2 separate regions of the Sus scrofa genome follow, and region 1 is linked to region 2. The links are chromatin contacts, called in public HiChIP or PLAC-seq maps. All regions are on one chromosome and are shown on one strand. Each heading gives the region's core, a stretch centred on a gene start, on an enhancer-like site or on the middle of the called end of the contact. The rest is flanking DNA. Distances are from core to core; before and after follow the strand shown. Region 1 has its middle 210 kb from the start of LRIG1. Region 2 holds the start of LRIG1 (leucine-rich repeats and immunoglobulin-like domains protein 1).

Evidence for each region. HiChIP or PLAC-seq counts read pairs in DNA pulled down with a chosen protein or histone mark.
Region 1: an H3K27ac HiChIP or PLAC-seq map of skeletal muscle shows a contact between it and region 2. The contact joins the enhancer-like site here to the promoter of LRIG1 in region 2. A contact is called at or near these places in 1 of 5 promoter capture datasets (fetal skeletal muscle), 4 of 47 Hi-C or Micro-C datasets (embryonic fibroblasts, fetal heart ventricle, heart right ventricle and 1 more) and 1 of 2 datasets of contacts at active chromatin or transcription factors (skeletal muscle).

Annotation. Positions count from the first base shown.
Region 1 is chr13:48,236,563-48,240,105 of Sscrofa11.1, forward strand. No RefSeq gene overlaps it. Among named protein-coding and RNA genes, the nearest start is that of LRIG1, 210 kb to the left of the region's middle. Within about 2 kb of position 2,244, at least 1 of the 83 cell types and tissues checked has an H3K27ac peak or open chromatin away from gene starts, as enhancers often do. A contact at or near this core is called in skeletal muscle, where this site is marked.
Region 2 is chr13:48,025,396-48,028,675 of Sscrofa11.1, forward strand. LRIG1 (leucine-rich repeats and immunoglobulin-like domains protein 1) reads right to left here and starts at 2,001. Exons shown (of 20, transcript XM_005669717.3): 1 at 1,142-2,001. The coding sequence starts at 1,368.

The DNA of each region.
Region 1 (3,543 bases), core at 994-3,493, 210 kb after region 2:
CAACATGTTTTTGTATCAATTTATTTACATAATTTTAATAGCTGCATGGTATGATAGATATGAACATGTCATCATTTACCCAACCAGCTCCTTATTTGATAATCCTTTGGGACTTCACTTTTTACTCATATAAATAATGCTGCAGTCAACATTTCCAAATGTACATCCTTTGCCTGCTACGATCTTTTTGGAATCTGTGTATCTTTCCAGTCCACACAAATCTTGGGGGAGGACAGGAGTCACATACACTTTACACACACTGTGGGAGTAATTCTTCTTTATACCAAGTAAACGTCTAGGCAGAGAACCTTGAATAATTCTCTGTCTAACATTTCTGTTAGACACAAAGGGGAAGAAGACTCTGAGATCACATAAGCAATGCCTGTAGCTCAAGTCATTGCACATAGTATATCCTCAGTTAGTAACAGCTGCTAATACAATCACTGCTGTTCTTTCTTTTATTTTAGTCCATGTCCCTTCACTAGGAAAGATCTGAGCATGGCACTCGGTGGCCTGAGACACAGAAGATGAAAAGTGAACCATTTTTCTGTTTATTAAATGTTTCTGGCTTTGGATGTAATCAAGTGTGAGTTTTAGAAACAAATGGTCAAGCCAAGAATGCAGTTCATCCAACCATCCTCTCCAGACATCAGTGAAATGGCTATAGAACATTGCCGTACAGACCATATAACCAGTGGCGGCCATAATGATGGTCAGATGTGTTTTTCTCTTTGTATTAAAAAAGTACATTTTTTTTCTGGCTTTTTGTATACTATTGTCTCTGTTCTAGCTTTATTATTTAAAGGAAATAATAAGGTATGTGGGACTTTCATAAATATTATTACCTGTCAGATTCTGAGGGCTATCACTCTGTCTCAGAGCTCAAGGACCCCGCAGGTTAGTTCCAGAATCTTCAATAAAGGACCTCTACTACAGTTTCTGCTTTATCCACTTCAATCATAACACATTTGTAACAAATATAAACACCAAAACATCCCCCAAACAAAGAACACCTAACACCAAACTGCTTCCGCCCAAATCTACTGTGCTTTTTATGAGACTGTGTGTGGCTCCTGGCGATGCAATGATTTTGAACATCATTTTCAGGAAAGAATTCTTGCTACCAGTTGAGGTTCAGATTTATGGCTCTGTTCTTTGCCCTGAGGTGAGATGGAAGCGATATCAATGAGGTTCTAGTTTGGGGGTTGCTAGAAGCAAGTAACATGAGCCAATGATCAGGACCTAAAATCAGTAGAGCAGGGGAAAAAAAAGCCTGATGAAAAGAGAGAAATCAAGAAGGCACTCTATTTCTTGTTATTGTCTGTGTTACAATTCATTTTAAAATTAAGTAATCGTGTTATATTAGCACGAGAGAAAATAGTAGGTACCATTAAATGTATAAAGTAACATCAAAAAAGTTTTGCTCTTTAACCCTTAATCGATAACCAGTCTCACAGTCATGGCACCTCTATCACCTTCTTCCTAAACAGAGGGAGATTTTCAGAATCGAAATCTTATGTCATCTCAAAGGAATTTAATTAGAAATAATGATCATTACTATCATTTATTGAGCACCTCCTGAGGGCCTGGCACTATGTGAGGTCCTTGGCACACATGGGTCAATCAATATTTCTTGAGAGCCTAGGGTGTGCCAGGAATTATTCTAGATGCTAAAGATACAGCAGTGAACAAAAAACCCAGGGTCCCTGCTTTCTTAAAGTTTCTATCCTAGTAAGAGGAGACAGTCAACAAGTTAGCAAATGAACAAACAAACAGGAGACTCAATGCTATGCAGAGAATTAAAATATAGTAATGGGACAGAGAACTGCTGGGTAGTCAAGAAAGACCCCCATAAGTAGGGTATATTTAAACTGAAACTTTAATAAAAGGAAGATCCACCTCGTAGAAGGTGAGGGGGCAGAATTTAATCTTCATGATAACCTTAGCAATCCTATTGCAAAGAAGAGGAAAATGAAGCTCAGAGAGGCTAGGCAATTTCCTCTTAGGATGGTTGAGATTCAAACATTGTTCCCATGTCTGTGAAGCCCCACTCTGTCGGGAATAATGATGGTGCGTTCTGTTCACAAACGTCTCTCTCAAGAGATCATGAGTGTGGTTGTTACAAAGTGGGGGGGAGGGGGACAAAAAGACACGTGGTTTGGGACATGGGATATGAGTTTGTTGTTTCAGCTGTGACCAGTATGAGTGACATTTGAAAAGGGAAAGTGAACTGACTGGTGCACATCCAAAGAGCTTGTCCAGTCAGAGAACAGGGGGTAGCCTGGGTCCACACAGGCAGGGCCAGGCCAATACCCAGTGGCCAGGGTTTGAACCCTGTGGGTTTGGTATTACCTACAAGTGTTCCTGGAGGTAACACCTTCAGGCTTCTGACCCTCACATTTGATATCTATCCTTTTTTTTTTCTCTTTTTCTTTTGAGAGCCACACACACAGCATATTCAATTTCCCATGCTAGGGAGTCACTGCCAGCCTGCATCACAGCCAGAGCAACACCAGATCTGAGCTGCATTTGCAACCTACCCTGCAGCTTGTTGCAACGCCAGATCCTTAACTCACTGAGCAAGGCCATGGATTGAACCCACATCCTCATGGACACTATGTCGGGTTCTTAACCCACTGAGCCACAATGGGAACTCCTAATATCAATTGTTTTTACAGGAACAACTCCTAAGAAGACTGGTGACCTTTGAGAATTTCATGACCTGTCTTTGTCAGTTCATTAGCTTACCATCTCAAAGAGTAAAACATGAAAAGAAAAAAAATCTCACTAGCCTCAAATTCTCACATATTCTGGACTCACTGGCCATTTCTATCTTCTTTCAGGGATGTCTTTCTATTTTCTGCAAGCTTACGACTAGGGATTTGTGATAAACTTAGGCAACTGTTTAGAGCAGGGACCTGTTTTACTTCTCTTTACATCCTCTGTGGATTTGCATCGACACATTTCAATTTGAGAATCTCTGGTTCAGGACAGTGGTTCTCAATCTTGGGAACATATCAGAGCCACCCAATGAGATTTTAAAATGTTGATGCCCAGGCAACATTCTGTTCCAAACAAATTATATTCTCTAGGTGGTTAAGCTCATGTATCTGTGATTTTCATAGCTCCTTAGGTGATTCTAACATACAGTCAAGGTAGAGATGCCCTGGTCTGGAAACTCTCTCTGATGTAATTTGATGCAGTTTAGGCTCAGTATTGGAAAATCAGCCTTGAATGGTGCCTATAGAAATACATAATTCCAAATTCCCAAGAGCCACCTTAAACATTAGTCATCCTCTTTCCTTTGATCAGAAAGGCAAATAGGTAGCATGTATGCCTGCAGTTATTTTAAGAGCTCCACGTAGTAGAAGAGCTACTTGGAGAACTTGCTAAAAGGCAGACCTCTAGGTAGTTACTGATTCAGCACAGTCAGGGTGAGGCCTGGGAAACACTATTTTTAACATGCACCTATGTGATTCTGATGCAATTTACCCTTAGTTCAACTTTGAGAAACAATGCCTTGGTAGAGTGCTTCCCAACTGA
Region 2 (3,280 bases), core at 751-3,250:
GGACCAGATTTGTTAGAAATTGTAAAAGGCTATATTATTCTCCCTTGTTTACAGAAATTTAACGTATTTTTTTCCTGCTGAAACTCCCGTAAGAAGTGTCCCACTAAGTCTACATAGGCCAAAATCCTGACATCAGAGAAGAGCTAGGTTAATCTCACTCTGTCAACCCAGTCTCTGGCACCCTCTCCAGAAGGAGCACTACTCCAAAACTAATTTGCACCATTTATAGAGAAGAAATGCTAGAGGGTGGACCCCACTCCACTCCACTACATCTCAAGCCCAAATGGTCCCCTAGAGAACAGACAGGAAGGGTCTGGGACACAGTTCCCTCAAATGCCAACCAGGCGGAAAAGGACAAACTTCCAGCAGTTACCGACCCCCAGAACATTCAGAGCCCCCTAACTCGGGGATCCTCCAGGAAAACTGCCTTCTGCCAGGGGCCAGAGCCAAGTCAGGCCACCAAGGTCCTGGGGGATGATGAGGCGGCTACACACGCTCTCACTAATAAATAATGTAAATACAAGACTGGAGCCAAAAGTCACCTCCATTCATTATCCGCTGTAAGGCCAAGCAGCTCACACACCAGAGAGTTGAGTTACGGGAGAGGAAAAAAGAAACACCCCCAGACACACTTCCTCACACTCTCCCCGCCAGATGTTTCCCACTCTCCACCCACACACATTCCCCTTACCTCCACAGTCTTCACTCACATTCTCTTACTTACCACCTCCCAGATCGCCCTCACGAGAGCCATGCTCGCTCACCTCCAGACCCCCACGACACTTCTCTTCCCTCCAGAACCTCAAGACCCACATCCACTCTCCCTAAGACCCCTTGACCCACGCTCGATCAGATCCTTCCCAACGAGGTACACTTTCCTCCTCCACACCTCCAAAACTCCGACTCGCGCAGCACCAGACCCTAGCGAAACGCACACTTTCCCCATCCAGACAAGTTCTCACGCACGCCCTCTCCCCTCTGGACCCCCGAAGGGGAGCTCACGCTAACATTTTCCAGCTCATTCAACTTCACACACAAGCAACTCAACCCGCAACTCCTCTCCCGGGGGAACAACCCCGCCGCCCCGTCCCAAGTGACAGCGCCCGGGGGGCGCGGGGAGGGCGGAAAGGGCGGTACTCACAGGCTCCGCGTCCAGGCGGGCAGGTCTCCTGGCAGCGCTGCCAGCCCCCGCCCGCCGCAGTCCAGCGAGTCCCCAGCGCAAGCGCAGGCGGCAGTGCAGGGCGCCCGCGGGCCGGCCGCAGCCGATGCGGGCTCCAGCCCGAGAAGCAGCAGCAGCAGAAGCAGCCGGAGAAGAGGACAAGGCGAACTGCGCGGGGCCCCGAGCGCTCCCCGGACCGGCCGCGCCATCTTGTCTGGAGCGCGCTGAGAACTCCGGGCGCGGGGGCTGCGAGGTCTGGGGCGACCGCAAGCACTGGCGGGCCTGAGGGGACTCTGCTCGGCACTACGCTCCGCGCCGGGGCATGGCGGCCGGCACAAGTTCACTCCGCAGCGGCGGCGACTCCGGCACTCAGCGGGCCCCCAGTGCCCGGGCCGCTCCGAAACGCCCGGAGGGGACAGAGAACCCCGCGCCCATCCGGGCTGACCCGCCCGTGCTCGTTGTGAACCTCAATGATCCGGGCAAGGGGTTCGGCCGGCACTCCTCGTCCTCCCGCCGCGCTTCTGTCCAGGCTCCGGGGTCCCCGCACACGCCAAGTGCCGCCGCCGCCCCTGCAAGGAAGGCGCTCAGGCTCACAACCGGAGCTCTGCGCCCGTAGGCATCTTCCTTGCGGCTTCGAGCGCCTGGCTGCAGACCCCTGACTGGACGGCACGTCCACCCCCACACTGCTCCAAGGGCCCCGTGCGCCTAGCTGTCCCAGCGCCGAAGGCAAAGGGAGCGCGCGCAGTTCCGGGCTCGGCACGGCACCTCCGCGCAACGAGAACCCTGCAGACCTCGCGGCCGAACAATCAGCCGCTCGCCGTTCGCCTCCCCGCGGCCCAACCCCGGCCGGTCCCAGAGGCCCCGCCCCCGGCCTCTCGCCCTCACACACCCCCTGGGCTCCAAGCCCCACGGCCTCCTGCCGGCCCACGTTGGACGCTTTGCAACAGTGCCCCGCCACGCCCCCCCGCCTGCTGCTTATTGGCTACCGAGGTTCACGGCAGACAGCCTGGACGCCCATTGGAGCGCTAGTCATGATCCCGCCCCTCTCGCTTATCCGGCCACCCCGCCCCACTCTCTTTTCCCACCCAAGGTGTGAAGGGCGGGGGACTGGGAGGAGAAAAGGAGAGACGTCCTCCGGTTCTTAAAGTGGACGTGCTCACTGAGGGTGGAGAAAGGGGATGCGCGCGGAGGGGAGGAGGAGTAAAGATCTGCTCTCTAGGTCTAGGGAAGGAGAGAAAAAATGGTAATGAGAATAACGCCCCCGCTTTGAAAAGGCCTAGCCCCAAAGATTTTTCCCTCCTGCCCAGATTGCTAACAGAACCAGTGATTTAGAACAAGTCTACACCCATTTTCCAGATGCCCTCTAGGAGCAAATATGTAAATAAAAATTCACAAATTTCATACTTATGGGGGCATCTTTAGTTATTTTGTTAGGAATGGCCGCCTTCCTCTCTCACAACCTGGAACTCCTTTCGGCTCCTGACATGTTCTTGATCTCTTAAATCCAGCAGTATGTCCTTGATTACCAAATGAATGTCTACCGCCTGTAGAAAACCGAGTCTCCAAGGTGCTCTTACCCCCTCCTCAATCTCTGCCCTGGTAAGTTGAAGAGTACTCCTGCTAACACTCCAGGCTTTGATAAAGGGATTTCTTTGTTTAAATCCGAGCATTTTAAAGCCACTTTTCAAGAAGCAATACATCGAAACAGAGTAAAAAGAGAAATAATAATTGTCACAAAGCTACCGACTTTGGCTCCTCCAGGTCAGAACATAGTAGCCATGTGTTAGGGTACTGCACTGAAACAGTAAGACAGGCGCGCGCACGAGCACGCACACACACACACTCACAGAGTGAACAAGTTAAAAGATTAGCATAGTAAGAAATGGCTGCTCCTCTCCGCGTTTTGGTTTGCTGATGTCTCTTGTCCCTTCCCAAAAGTCTGTACTGTGAGTTTCTAACAGAACAGGACACACTGTCAGGAAAGCAAAGCAAGTCAAATCTGTTCAAAAACATTTGCTCCAGTAAATGAAATCTTACCTCTCCGTGTTAACGGAAACAGGGGAGAAAATATTTCCCAGAAAGAAAAAAAAATTAAGGGTTTTGTCCCATTTTTGACACATT